Regions from separate parts of the Mus musculus genome. Here all the other regions are linked to region 3. The links are chromatin contacts, called in public Hi-C, HiChIP or PLAC-seq, Micro-C and promoter capture Hi-C maps. All regions are on one chromosome and are shown on one strand. Each heading gives the region's core, a stretch centred on a gene start, on an enhancer-like site or on the middle of the called end of the contact. The rest is flanking DNA. Distances are from core to core; before and after follow the strand shown.

What was found. Promoter capture Hi-C pulls out the DNA fragments that hold promoters and counts their contacts. Hi-C and Micro-C count contacts between places; a contact is called where the count stands out from the background. HiChIP or PLAC-seq counts read pairs in DNA pulled down with a chosen protein or histone mark.
Region 1: a Micro-C map of embryonic stem cells shows a contact between it and region 3, with 4 times the contacts expected there. The contact joins the promoter of Tbca here to the promoter of Scamp1 in region 3. A contact is called at or near these places in 6 of 39 promoter capture datasets (cranial neural crest, embryonic stem cells, frontonasal cranial neural crest and 3 more), 1 of 484 Hi-C or Micro-C datasets (embryonic stem cells) and 1 of 115 datasets of contacts at active chromatin or transcription factors (embryonic stem cells).
Region 2: a Hi-C map of the N1E-115 cell line shows a contact between it and region 3, with 7 times the contacts expected there. The contact joins the enhancer-like site here to the promoter of Scamp1 in region 3. A contact is called at or near these places in 14 of 39 promoter capture datasets (the 3T3-L1 cell line, 3T3-L1-derived adipocytes, the SN4741 cell line and 9 more), 1 of 15 datasets of contacts at CTCF or cohesin (the NIH/3T3 cell line), 7 of 484 Hi-C or Micro-C datasets (the N1E-115 cell line, bone marrow-derived macrophages, cerebellum and 4 more) and 14 of 115 datasets of contacts at active chromatin or transcription factors (the NIH/3T3 cell line, VIP interneurons, astrocytes and 11 more).
Region 4: a promoter capture Hi-C map of hippocampal neurons shows a contact between it and region 3, with 4 times the contacts expected there. The contact joins the enhancer-like site here to the promoter of Scamp1 in region 3. A contact is called at or near these places in 5 of 39 promoter capture datasets (frontonasal cranial neural crest, hippocampal neurons, liver and 1 more), 6 of 115 datasets of contacts at active chromatin or transcription factors (bone marrow-derived macrophages, embryonic forebrain, embryonic stem cells and 3 more) and 1 of 9 other capture datasets (embryonic stem cells).
Region 5: a contact with region 3 is called in an H3K27ac HiChIP or PLAC-seq map of microglia, with 5 times the contacts expected there. The contact joins the enhancer-like site here to the promoter of Scamp1 in region 3. A contact is called at or near these places in 6 of 115 datasets of contacts at active chromatin or transcription factors (the NIH/3T3 cell line, bone marrow-derived macrophages, craniofacial prominence and 3 more) and 1 of 9 other capture datasets (adipose tissue).

Annotation. Positions count from the first base shown.
Region 1 is chr13:94,787,536-94,790,235 of GRCm38.p6, reverse strand. It overlaps Tbca (tubulin cofactor A), which reads right to left and starts at 1,316. Exons shown (of 4, transcript NM_009321.3): 1 at 1,234-1,316. The coding sequence starts at 1,286.
Region 2 is chr13:93,792,899-93,795,598 of GRCm38.p6, reverse strand. Arsb (arylsulfatase B) reads right to left here. Exons shown (of 8, transcript NM_009712.3): 3 at 1,381-1,571. Among named protein-coding and RNA genes, the nearest start is that of Mir5624, 3.5 kb to the right of the region's middle. Within about 2 kb of position 1,273, at least 1 of the 459 cell types and tissues checked has an H3K27ac peak or open chromatin away from gene starts, as enhancers often do. A contact at or near this core is called in the N1E-115 cell line, where this site is marked.
Region 3 is chr13:94,283,967-94,286,666 of GRCm38.p6, reverse strand. It overlaps Scamp1 (secretory carrier membrane protein 1), which reads left to right and starts at 1,386. Exons shown (of 9, transcript NM_029153.1): 1 at 1,386-1,447. The coding sequence starts at 1,391.
Region 4 is chr13:93,837,881-93,840,580 of GRCm38.p6, reverse strand. All of the region lies in intron 4 of Arsb (arylsulfatase B), which reads right to left. Among named protein-coding and RNA genes, the nearest start is that of Mir5624, 48 kb to the right of the region's middle. Within about 2 kb of position 1,305, at least 139 of the 459 cell types and tissues checked have an H3K27ac peak or open chromatin away from gene starts, as enhancers often do. A contact at or near this core is called in embryonic forebrain, fibro-adipogenic progenitors, forebrain and 1 more, where this site is marked.
Region 5 is chr13:93,899,683-93,902,382 of GRCm38.p6, reverse strand. All of the region lies in intron 6 of Arsb (arylsulfatase B), which reads right to left. Among named protein-coding and RNA genes, the nearest start is that of Mir5624, 110 kb to the right of the region's middle. Within about 2 kb of position 1,317, at least 31 of the 459 cell types and tissues checked have an H3K27ac peak or open chromatin away from gene starts, as enhancers often do. A contact at or near this core is called in bone marrow-derived macrophages and microglia, where this site is marked.

The DNA.
Region 1 (2,700 bases), core at 67-2,566, 500 kb before region 3:
AGCCAGGATCCTTGTTTCATTTGCTTGCTCTGCTACTAACCTGAAGTGTGACTTCAGCCACATTCTGAAAACTGCACTCATAAACATGTACTGAGCAAAACCTATATGGTGTATCTTATTTATTTGAATCACACTGTATCAAAAATGTAGCAGGTATTTCTTCCAAAAACTGAATTCAGGGAGAATTTGGACTCTATCTTCCAAATTCAGTAAGAAGAGGCACAGTACAACGATGAAATATGTTCCAGAATACATAAAACCAGATTTGAAGTCAGGCACAATTCAGAACCGACTGTCTATCCCCCCCACCTTCACCCCCGCCCCGCCCCCCTACCATACCCTAGCTGCCTTTGTAATAAAAGCTTCCAAAGTACCGTTCGAAGTACTAAAACTCGGGCAGTATCTCTAAAAGTGATTCTCTCCTCTATGGGTTGACCTCCCTCTGATGGAATATCAATAAACGGTGGAGAGATGGAGCAACAGGAAAAAAAGCTATTTCCCCTGCAGAACGATCTGCTTCGTAAGGAGGCTGTGTATCTTTTCCCTTGGAATGTTTCGGTATGATCAGCTTGGGTCTGAACAAAACTAGTTCTAATGAGCACTGCAATATGTACAGTCGGGAGTCAAGGCAAGTCACAAGACTGGCCTGGCCTATTCCTGGGAGGCAGCAGCCCACAGCTCCGGGGCGAGCTTCGGGGAAGAAGTTTGCAGAGGTGCTCACGTTCAAGCCCCAGTTCCCAAACTCTGGAAGTGAGCCATGTCAGAGGCCAGGGCCCCGCCATTGTGTATTCTGAGTGAGGCCCATGATCTCAGCGTCCCTTAAACTTGAGCGCTGTCCAGTCCACCTGAGGCCAGGCCAGGGCGGACTCCGCCTCCCTACTGCAAAGTTCAGGGAGCCGGCGCCCCGCACGCACAGGCCGAGGCCCTCCAGGCACAGGTCGCCCTCCTCTTCCTCCTCCTCCCGGCCTACGAGCGCGGAGGACGCCTCCGAGCCTCGCACGGAAGGCGGCCAGGCCAGCGCCGAGGTCGCGCCGAGCCCTGCACGGAGGGCGGCAGGGCCAGCGCCGAGGGCGGCTCCCTGCCAGCGCCAGCCTAGGCGTGTGCGGGCCCCTCGCATCCCGCCCGCCGAGGCCTGGAAGCCGCGCCCGCATCGGGCCTACGCTCCGCCCGGCTTCCCCGGCGGTGAGAAGGGAAGAGCGAGCGTCAGCCGCGGAGCCGCCGGCCGTTCCTTACCGCCTCACTACTCCGGTCTTGATCTTGATCTGCCTCACGCGAGGATCGGCCATGGTCCCTAAGGCGCCGCAGGAAGGAGAGGCGGGGCTGCGCGGCGCGCCGGCGCAGAAGGGGCGGTGGAGTGGGCGTGGAGCCCAGAGTGCGCGCATGCGTACCTGGAGAGCCCGACCCCGCCTCGCCTCCCGACTCTTACCTGGAATCCTTGCATCTAGACTGCTGGTACCTAGAGCTGGAGACTCTCAAAGCCCTATACCAGCTGCTTCTCCCTGGTGCTTGGACAGGATTTGTACACAAGCTGCACTTTTATTTTCTCAGTCTCCATAGCCTGAGTTAAGAAACTTTCTGTTCCTGAGAAAGTGAACAGGATTAGCTGCTTAATGGACAGTGTGACTTAGAAACTATTAACAAGGATAATTTTTGTTTTCACTGTCTGTTGTCAAATGGAGAAAGAGATCTGTGTTTGATGAAATAAAATACCATAATGCAGACAGTCAAAAGAAATTTTTAATTTTAATTTAATTTTTTTTTTTACATTCCAATCCATGCCCCCTCTTCCGGTTCCCTTTCTCCATATAGTCCCTTCCCTTTCCAGAGTGTTACTTATGTAAATTGTCTTGTGATGTTTGAGTTTATGGAGAGAGGACTCTGGGAGTAAGGAGGTTCCTCTTGTCCTAAATTTTAGCAAGTTTGTTTCAAGTGTCCAGCAAGACTCCCCGTCCTGAGACATGCTGGCCCCCTACCCCTGAGACAGGGAGAAAACAGTACAGCATTGCACCTTCTTGGCCTAGAGGGGAGCAGCCCTTTCCTCCTAGCCTGATGGCCTGAGACCAATCTGCAGGACTCAAAAGTGGTAGAGTGTAAGAACCAGCTCTCGCAAGTTGTCCTTTGACCTCTGCAAGTTCACTGTGGCTTGCAAATATACACAGAAGTGTATGAAATAAACGCTTGGTTTTTGTTTTTTAAGTTGTGTAAAAGTATGCCTACACTGGCAACAAAATGGCAGAATCCCATCCACAGAGAGAATCTCTGACTGGGGGACTCCGAGGGACTTCTCCAGTGCTTTGTGCAGGGTGTTGTAAGAACCTGTTTCGATGGTGTCATCTATCCGCTCCCTGCTATTTATTTGTTCATCTCCTTTTTCTTGCTACACACTTAATGGACTCAGTCATTTGAGAGCAAATGACTAGCCACCTATCTCACATGTGGAGTTCTATCCTTTAGCGAACACAGGACCCCGGCACTCAACCTCCTTGAAGAGCCCTAAGAAATAATGCCCACGTCACGTGACAGGTGTATAGAGGGTGGCATTCAGCACAATGCCTAAACACAGCAGACATGGGACAACTTTTGACTCCACCATATTTTCCAAGATACAATTTGCATAGAACAAGGCACCCTGAACTGTGTTCTAGAGTCTCTTCCTGTTGAAGCACCCCTACAACCCCCAAGGAATTGAGGCATGGCCTC
Region 2 (2,700 bases), core at 24-2,523, 490 kb after region 3:
TTGCTAACAATACCTCTTTGTGGTGCACGGGCTCTTAGGGCCTCCTGTTGTCCTTGGTTTCAAGCCTTTCCCCACAGCCCCCAGCTTATAACTCCCCCTCCCCACAGAACTATTTCACCCCAGTTGCATCTTCTTATCCATTTAATGTTATATGAAGCCACCTTCCTAGCCCACCAACCATTCTGGTTTTAAATCTAGACTTAAAATGTGCAGGTTTCTAAACATTTGAGAGAATGCTCCCCTTTCTTCATGTTTCATGGCAGACATAGTTACCTAGAGATGTCAGGTGACGATGTCAGCTCTTAAGTACCTAAAGTATGGCAAAACTGAGAACAGCCACCAGGGAGAATCCCTCATACTGACTGAGAGTATAGAAGACAGAGCTTGGAAGATTCCGTAGCAGACAGAGTCATTAGCAGGTCACTAAGTCTGAACAGATACACAAGCCAGAACCCTGCCTGCTGAGGGTTCACGCATCGTCAAAGAGACAAAGTGCAGAGAACTGGAAGGACCTGGACACTTTCTCAAATTTTCCATGTCCCACTGAAGGCCAATTTTTGTGAGTGTGCTAATACAATTCTTCATAAGGACACGCTTTGAGCCCAGTGTCTCACAACACAAAAATCTGCTCTGTTCCCAAAGCACCTATGTGCTGAATCCAGACAATTTGCATTTAAGACTTCTCACAACTCTTCTCTCTTCCTACCTGCAGCTAAGTCTGCACGTGACATACCTGATAGGCGCCTATGGTGTCTGTAAAAACCAATATACCATGCATATTAATTGTAAAAACCCAGTATTGCTAAGACGGTCATTTCCATTAAGTTGGTCAGTGAATACCAACCAATCAAACAGCCAACTTCTGTTTTCTTAGTAAAAATTGGTCAACCTACTCTAAAATTAGCATGGGGATACAAAAGATTAAGACTAACCAAAATAATCCTGAAGAGAAAAATATAGAATGAGAGGATTTTCTCTAGCCCCTGAGTTCCCAACACTTCTTCCCAACGGAGCCCTGCCTCGAGCACAGACACCTGTCTGGAATCCTGAAGCCTGATTTTGCTAACCACTTACTGTGCACACACATAAAGCATCATAAGAGTGAGCAGGGTTTCCACTGAAATGCTGAAGGACAGACAGCCTTCCTCCATCTGCAGCCCAGGGTCCCTTCCTGTGAGACTCATCTCTTGGGCGTTCCTAAGTACTTTCTCCCAGACCTGAGGAAGATCCAAATTCTTCACTTCTAACAACCTTCCCTTTCTGGCTAACTGGAACATGCTCTAAAATGTTATATTACACACACACACACACACACACACACACACACACACTCCCTTGGAAGCAACAAGATTTTGACAATATTAAAGGAGGAAGCCTTACTTTCTCCGGTGGGTGGTTAGCTATGACGGTTGTAGCCCTTTTGGTAAATATGTTTGTTGAGTAAATATTGTTATACTCTTTTGCAGGTTCTTCACCATCTCTTAAGTCAAGCGCACAGCGGGTACCATTCAAAGACTCAATCGGCGCACAGGCCTCGTGGGTGTAATAGTCTTCACTGCCTAGGAGGTATCCTGCAAGAAGAATGGGAGAAGAAACAGTCGGCATGGCAGAAAGCTTGTTAGGCAAACGAATGTTCCAGCAGTTAATTGCCTAATGCAACTGATTGCCCATGACGAGGCTAATCAAATGACAGGGCTAATCAGGGTTCTCTTCTTAACATCTCTATATTTGTTAGAGACACCACTGAAATGGCACTACATGGAAATCCAAGGCCCTTCCTCACTTGAGTCTTTTAGAGCATCTGTTCTCGCTTGTCAACTCTTTATACATGGTTGATCTGTGGGAAAAGGTTTTTAGAAATCAGAGTTTAAGTTCAGGAAGCAACCAGATGCTAATTCTTTAAAATTGCCTAAGAAAAAAGATAACGCACCACTAATGTGTTACAAGGTTTTACTTGTAAAATACTAAAAACAGGGTTCAGATCGTGTCATTTGTTGCTACTGAGGTTGGGAGATGGATTTCTGTGGTTATTTATGGACGGGGCCTTTGCCGGAGTTATATTTAGTCAAATGCTGACACCCACTGGTGGAAAAATATAAACCTTTCCTAATACAAGCTCTCTATCCCAGCTGAGCAGCCCCAGAGATCAAAGAGCAGCATTCTGTCTAGACTGTGAACCTTGCCCCGCTGCTCAGAGATGCAGTGCTTACTGAGCCCAGTGGCCTGTCAACTCCCCTGTTTCTAGAGCCCAGATCCCATAACAAAGAGGAAAGCACAGGAGAAACAGAAACGCCCCAACTAATCGTTGTTCTGCAAGTGATCGTGTTTTGAAAATGTGAAAATAAGCTGGGCTGCATATTATGATTAAATTGACAGACTTGCTCAGAAAAGGCCAATCAACAGAGGGCAGAAAGTGGTTAGTGACGGATGGCCCAGGGCTCTGGTTGCCTGGAGGCCCGTGATGACTGCTCATGGGATTTGGTTTCTTTTTGTGACATACATGTGTGTGTGTGTGTGTGTGTGTGTGTGTGTGTGTGGTTTCCTACAACTGAATTGTGGTGATAATGGCACAATCTCTCACATTGTTTAAAAATCGCTAAATTAAATACGTTAATTGGGTAAACTGTATAGTATATGAATTATACCCTAATAAAGCTATTAAAAAGAAATAAACTTTGATGAGCTCTTAGCTATATTCTT
Region 3 (2,700 bases), core at 137-2,636:
GCGGGGCACGTTTTACGCAGTTTTTCATACTTATTCTTTAGCCTCTAACACTCAGAGAGGTTAGCACAGGAGCACAAAGTAACTTTTGTAGTTGAGCTTGGATTTCAACAGGTGCTGAACCCTGAGTCAGAACCAGGTACAGGCAGCTGCCGAGGATCTGGGAGCAGAGCCCCCAATCTTAGATTCTTTCCACCTTGTGGTGATCACTGTTGGATGCCTACTTCCTAATTAGTTGGCTGCCTTAGAAGCAGCTGCTTTGTCATCCCAACCTGGATTCTACCAGACTACAGCACGTTGTGCGTGGGTGGGTGGGTGCGCTTTCACATTGGGGAAAGTTATTATTGCCTAGGTGACTTTGCCTAGCGCAAGGCCCTCAAAAAGCTATGGATAATTAAATCTGGGTTTTTCCAGTTCTTAGGTCCCTGCCAAATAAAAATAATTCTGGGTTCACCCAAGTGCCCTTCTGTTAAAAGTGGAAGGAAGGATAGAGTTGAGAAAGCCATGTCCTCTCAACAAGTTCCGGGTGGTGCAATGACTGATATGTCATTTACTGTAGTTTTCAATAATCATTCCCGGCACTTGGAAGAAAAAAGGCAAATATTAGGAGGTGTGTATTCTGCATCCAAATGCCTGAAAATAAACGTCAACAATTTCTCTTCCATTATCAGTAACTTGAGGGTCTGGGTCGATAGACTCTGCCACCTACTCGGCCGTCCCACGTGCCCCCACCCCCCATTATTTATGAGTGGGGAGGGAGGATGGGAGACAGAGGCTGCCCCCCCCCCCTCCCCGCAGTGAATGTTGCCTTTTCTTGGAGCAACTCCGGATCCTCAGCGCGAAGCCGCTTTCCGTGACTTCGCAGTAACCTGGGATCGGAGGACCGGCTGGGTTTCCCAGGTTGGGGTGTGTCGGGCAGCGATGTTTTAAGTTGCTTTAGGGTTCCTATCCTCTCTGGGGTCTGGAATCTTTGGTGTCTGCGGCGGATGTTTTCGCACCTCAGCTACTCGCTCTCCAAGTCTTGTCTCCCCCACCTGCCACGTGGGACCTGCGCGCACCGTCCTCCCCTACACAGGCCACCACCCCTTCCCCAAGCCGCACTAGGTGGGTCCACGGCCCGGGGCTTGGAACCTGCCCTCCGCCTGCGCTCGCCCTTCGGTCGGAGGCAGAGCCCGGAGCGCAGATCCAGGCGGGAAGGGACGGCCGGATGGCTGGGCGCCGCGGGCCTCCGCCGCACCGGGCATGCTCAGTGGCACGGCCGGCTCGGTGGCCCGCGAGCTGCACCCGGATCTGTGCGGCGGCGGCGGCGACGTGAGCGCGCAGGGGGGCGGCGGCCTCGCCTCGTCTGTGTCTCGGCGCCGGGCTCGGGTGGGTGACGCGCAGTGCCGGGGCAATGTCGGATTTTGACAGCAACCCGTTTGCGGATCCGGATCTCAACAACCCGTTCAAGGTGAGCGCCCGGCCGCGGCCCTGGCCCGCGTTGGGCGTCGCGGTGGCCGTGGAGGCCCTGTCGGGAGGGTCTCGGGACGCAGCGTCACCACTGGCCGCGCCACCAGCCAGGAGGCTCGCACCGGGCCGCGGACCGGCCGGACCGGGAGCCGGGTCCGGAGCGGAGCGGGGCATGTGTGGCCGCCACTAGTCCGGTCGGCACGGCGGGCCGCGGGGCGGGGGCCGGGAGGCCGGGGCGCCCGGGCTGGGGTTGTCATGGGGACCTGGCACCGGCGCTGCGTGCCGGTGACGGCCAAGGTGTGCGGGAGAGAGGCGCGGATACACGGACGCTGCGATAAAAGGATAAAGGGGTGTTTTTTATTATCAAAACTCGGTTGCTCCCAGAGCCACCAGTGGCGCTGCCAGAGGCCCCCTTCCCCACCGGGCCCAGTTTAGGGGAACGGGCATCAAACAGAAGTTAAAAATAAATAAACATCTGGAAACAATAGTGCACACGGGCATCTCCCCACCTAGCTGCTGTTAGGGAGGTGGACCCTGGGCCATTTTCCAAGCTGGGAGTGCGTCACCGGGGATCCGAGCTGTTTGAGGATTCCGTTCCTCACGTGAGTGAGCTCTTTCCTTCATGGAGTGGACCTGATCGGATCCCAAGCCTCAGAAGGGCTTGGCATAGAAATAAATGCCTAGGCAGGCCATTTAAATGTTAGGCATCTGCTCTAAAATTTAATGCCGCGTCCGAGAACTTTGCCTTGAAAAGTACTTTGGTTTTCTTAAAGACTGTGAGGCATAGCAAGGCAATTTCTTCCAACTGTTGGCTTGGTTAGTTCTTTCTTAATTGCTCTGACTGTGTGCAGCTCAAACTTTAATTTGTAGTCTCAAAGGTGAAGTAGGAACTAATTTGTGGGCACCCAAGTGCTGCTTCTGGCCTGTTGGGTTTACCTCTTTTTAGTCCTTTTGTGGCTTACCTGCAATATTGAAGCAAAAGGCACCCCTGTTCTGATGGTTTTAACCTCATGTCTTCATGAAGGATTCTTTTAATGAAGTTATCCCCCTTATACCTGACAGCTGGACTCATTTTGCAAAACTACAGAGAAAGCTGTTATGGTTGAGTTGACTGTAACTTTCAACACCTGGTCCTCCCGATCTATTCATTTGCTTTTTTGTTTTGGTTTTCATTGTTGTTTTGAGACAGGGTCTCACTAGGTAGTGTACCTGGCTTTGGAACTTTCTTTCCTTCTACCTCAGCCTGCCAAACTC
Region 4 (2,700 bases), core at 56-2,555, 450 kb after region 3:
TATCCACTGGGGCCAAGAGACCTTGACAAGGTAATTATTTTTCTCCAGTTGGTTTTGTCATTTAAAAAAATTATACAGTGAGATTATTTTCCTAAAAGGAAAGTGAGAGGCAGTTCCTAGGGGCATTTTTTTTTTTTTATTACTCCTGACCCTGCTCTCCTCCCTGTCTTTGCACATGGCAGAAAGGGTTTCAAGGACTTTGGCTCAGCATGGGGAGGAGTGGCCCAGCTCTGAAGTGAGTCATGGCTATCTTCACTAGGGAGTCTTGAGTTACCAGAGACAAGCACTCAGTGGCTGCTAGCGTTGCTTCAGCTGAGTCAAGCTTTGGACGTTCATTTCTTATATTGTATCTGGGTTTGCCCAACAGATCATAAAGTCTTCATCCTAGGAGAGAATCTAGTTATATTATATCTGGGTTTAACCCTACAGATATGAAGTCTTCATCCTGGGAGAGAATCTAGTTATAGTTAAAAAACACTTTTTTGTTAAGCATTTGGAAGGTCTCTGTGGAGAGGCCCTGCTAGAAGTTGGCCCCACAGGGGAGAGGCCACAGTTAAGCAGTTGCACAGATGGCCAAGAGGAGCAGAAGAGGCCAAATCTATTGTGAATTTTCACTTGCAGCTGTATGGAAAGCAGTTATGATGGCGAGTCAATTGCTGTGGGTTTCTAGCTTTAAATTCAGGCACAGGAAGCAAATGTTTTCAAATGCCGAGCATACAGGGAGATTAAAGGACTGGGGACAGGTTTGAACCCACAGAGCCTTTCACTGGCAAGTGAGAGGGGTCTCTGTTGACAGGAAAGTCAAGTGTGGTAGCTGGCATAGAAACCAACCTGACAGATCCTATGTGTTTTCCCCAGGATAGATATTTTTGCTTCTGTCTAGTAAGGCTTTGTGTTGGGGTTCTGATTTCTCTTTTCTGCTGTTCAGATCCAAAGTTTATGCTTGCCAACCACTCTGGGTCACGTATGAATGGCAGGACTAGTGGCTCTGTCACGCATGCGCCATTTCAGAGTTTTGTCTGGAACTCTCCCTGTGCAGTAAAAAATCGAGCGTCTTCTGACCCCCTCCAACACCCTGCCCCCATTTCCACCCTCCATTTGGCCCGCTGCTGGGACTATAGTCTATCACTTATCTAACATAAAATAAACAGAACAATCTGGAGCTAATTTAGGTGGTTTGCCATATCAGGATACAGCTGGGAAAGATTTTAAGAAAAGGCTGGACAGGAACAATAGCGCTGTGAAGTGGAGCAGTGTGGAGAGCACAGGAAGGCAGTTTCAGACAGCCTGGCAGACAGCTGTCAGCCACTCCAATAACAATCCCCAAAGCCAATGAAAACGGGCAGGCTCTGTGCAGGGAGCTCGGCCCTGCAGAACACCAACAAGGAAAACAAGGGATTAGAGGGCGTTCTGACTTAATGGTTAGGAGTTGTCAGGGCCACCTGTCTCCCGGGAGCCCTTCACCAGGGCTCCTGGCCAGCAAGGCCTGAAGAGGAATCGCAGAGGAGACCTTCCATTTCTCTATAATTCTGGCCAAGATTTTTTTTTTTAAGATGCATGCATACATACTGGCTTTATCCTGACTTATGAATTCAGCAAGGCCCACAGCAGCACATCTGTTTTTGACATCAATTTCTCCTACTCTGCAGGATGGTTGAGGGTTTTGGTTTTTTTTTTTTTTAACTCTTTGGGGGCCTCTGGCTAGACCTTAAATTTCCTGGTGCAACTTGACAGAGGTGAAAGGGCTTGAGGGAGCTAAACAAAGCTGTGTGTTGTTCTTGAAAGAATTTGTGAGTGCTTTATATTAAATCAAGAGAAAAGAAATAAAAAGAAAAGAAAAGAAACCACCTCGGACCAAGCTCTTGACAAAGATCCAACCAGTTAGAGATGCTCTGAAGTCTAAAGGTAGCAGAGAGGTTCCTGCCAAGGCACGGGTCAGAAGCACCACGATTGGCTCTCTGTCAACTCTCGCCACTTGGCCAAGGCTTCTGGGTCAGTTTCTGCACCTAAGGCCAGGCGACATTTTCCCCTTCTCCATCACTTAATTCCTGACATAAGCTCATACGCTCTCCTTCCAGAAAGTGCTCTGTTTAATGAAGAGTTCCCTCTGGCTAGAGAAATTTTTGGGAAAACCCCACTTGTTTAAGAGGGATTTTTAAAAAGATAATATAGATTTCCTATTCTAAAGTAACAAAACAGCATCTGGGAGGTTTAATAGAAAATAAACCAGCTCGGAAGAAGAAAAGAAACAAGGGTTTTATCAGTGACCATCTCTCCATTTTAGCTCATGTCTGTACATCACAGTACATCCCTGAACTAACAGGTACTCATAACTCCATGGCAATACAAGCTAAGCCTAAATGTTCACTGTAGAAAGAAGCTTTTGAAACACAGAAAACAATGTGAAAACTTCTGGCAAGCAAAAGAATAGGCTGGAAAATATTTCTTTAAAAAAAAAAACTATAACATCCAGGGCTGGAGAGATGACTCAGCGTGTAAGAGCACGTGATGCTCTTCTGCAGGATCCACACTCAATTCTCTGCACACTGGGCAGCTCACAACAGTCTGTAATCCTAACTCTAGGGGAGTCGCCATCTTTTTCCTGCACCGCAGACACTGGACTCATGTACAGAAACACAAACACAAAGACATACACTGTGCTGGCTCCCTTATATCAACTTACACAAGCCAGAGTCATCT
Region 5 (2,700 bases), core at 68-2,567, 380 kb after region 3:
GCAGTCTCAGCTCTCTGGCTTTCAATCTCCTGGTATCATTTCAAGGTCAGACAGAGTCACATCCAGGACAGTGGGTAGCCAGATTCCAAGATAGTTCCCATGGCATTGGCCTCTAGTGTTGCTGTACTGATGCATTATGTCAGGGGCAAAGTGTGTTCTACAATACAGTGACTAGTCCATGAGCTTAGTAGGGAGATCACCTGAAGGGTCTACCCTAATCCCAGGAGTCTCTGAGGACAGTTTTCTCTGGCTGACAGGAGTCAAGGAGGTAAGAAAGCTTGTACACATGAGATTCCATAGCAGGAAGGTTTTCTGATGCGGAGGTTGGAGCCAGAGAGGACAGGAAGCAAGGTCTTGACTGTCCCCGAGTAGAGAGTAGGGCTTCAGTCCTACGGCCTCAGCCACTGCCTTTTGTCAGTGACCTATATAGCTTCAGAAGCAGAACTTTCACATGAGCCCAGTCTGATCAGCAGCTTGTTGTTAGTCAGGGGAGACCCTGGGCTTGCCCAGCCTGTTGCCCTAGAGACCATGGGATGGGTAGTGGGCTTCATTGTAAGATGAATTCCTGGAAATATGCTACATAGACATATGACATGAGTGCAGGGACCCTCTGGAACATCTAAAACTACATCCTACCTGCCTTCCAGACTCTTGTTCAGTCAACTAGAATTCTACCTAGAGGGATGAAATATAATTATCTGGCTCTGTGTGTGTGTGTGTGTGTGGTTATGTGTGTGTGGTTATGTGTGTGTGGTGGTGGTATTCAGAGGTCAAGTCTCCCTAATATGTGAAGGGCTCTAGGTTTTGCCTCTAACACAGAAAAAAAAAAGTGTGTGTGTGAGGTCATTAATTGAGCAAACGTGAATGAGGAAAGAAAGCTTGTGACTGGTGTATTTATTCACCCACCTACTTCATGCACCCGTTTCCTGTCTGTATCCACGCCTCCCTCCCATCTGCTTCCTCATCCAAGGAAGCCTTGGTCCTCTCCAGTAACGGCCTCTGTGCTGAGCTACAAGCTTTCTGGCCCCAGGACCCCATGGGCATTAGAGGGATAAACGTAGACAGGTCTAGACAGAGAACTTGAAGAGCTTTGCAGTTAGACCTGACGTGATCAAGGTCCGTGTCTATACACACACTAGAAATGAATCAATACATCTTTGCTAGACAGCACGGGCTGCTTGGCCTCAGCAGTGGAGACTGAGCTAGATGCCTTCCTAAGATCTGAGGTGGCTCTCCCATGTGTGTGACGGGAACTCAGATGGTTGGCTCCCATTTCTACCCAGGCTAGCCAACCGTGTGACGAAGCTTTGCAGAATGACTCTCGAGAACCTAGATGTGTTCCTGTTTCATTTCTCCTGTCAGAAATCCTACTTTCCTGTTGTTTAAACTGAAGACAATCTACCACATAAAGTGCCTCTTGTTTTTAGGTGGGAAGTGGCTTTCAGGCGTGCTGCTGGGTCCCTGCTTTATAACTAAGCCCCCTCCTCCCCCAGCTACTCTGCTCAAGCCTTTTTTTTAGTGGTAACTTCATTCTGCTTTGCATTCTATGTAACTGTTTATACATGCCCCCATCCTGGTGGGCTCCGGCTTCTTGGGGATGACATCCCATTTATCTTTCTATCTCCCGCAACCCTGCACAGTGAACACTAAGTGCAAGCTGAAGGGGTTTATTGGATTGGATTTGCAGCTGAGATTTCCTTTGCTGTTGGATTTTTGGTAGATGCTTAAGGTTCCTTGATCCAGGGAGATGAGGGCCAGCCAGCACCTTTATCTCAGTCTACTCCTGGAGTCCCCTTGAAGGAGTGAGAGGCCACAGGAGCCCAAGGCACCACCATCCAAAGGAGGCTGAAAGTCAGGGCAGGGGAAGGACCTGTAGCTGTAGAAGGACCACCTGTCCCTCCCCTCAGCTGCTCACAAGCTGGACTGCTCTCAAAGGAAGCTCTCAGCCTTGGCAGAGGCCAAGTGTGTTCTCAGTAGAGAGAGTGTGTGTGTGACACAATACAGGGGCTGTAAGTGGAGAGAAAGGAGCTTTCTTGTTGATTTACTGTTTGAAACGTGTGTTTCAGGAGAAATAGTCACCAAGATAAAATGTGTAATAAATTCTGAACCATGAAGAAAAAGCATCCCTTGCTGGCCTCTACAATCTGTAATACTATATCTCAGTCAGTCAGTCAGTCAGTCAGTCAGTCAGTCAGTCAGTCAGTTTGCAATCCTGGCACAATCCCTGATGCTAGACCAGATAGTCTGCAGAGCAGGACCCATCCATAGTTAATCTCCATAGTAACAGAGTCTAGCATGATTCTGGGAATCAGCCTGGTACCACAGAGGAGGGAGGGACAGTCAGGGGCAAGGCCAAGTGGGGGATGAGTGCTGAAGGAAACCCTGGTGACTAGCTTTGGGAAATGTACAAGGTGGCTTCTGAGATGGAGCCAGGACATTCAGAGATCTTGGTAGCCTGTAGGGGTTGCTGTGGTTAAAAGGAATGGCCTCCTGAAACTTGACCCCCAAGGTACTGAGAGGTAGGGTCACAAGGTGGAATGATTTAGTTCCTCCACCATGAATAGGATGGACAGGCTTAGTTAGTGCCCTCACAAAAAGACCTGAGGAAGAGAGATACTTCCCTTTTTCACCTTTGCCCTTCTGACCCCATTTGCCTTAAGACATCACAGCCAAGGGAAACCATTTTTGACTTGGAGATTA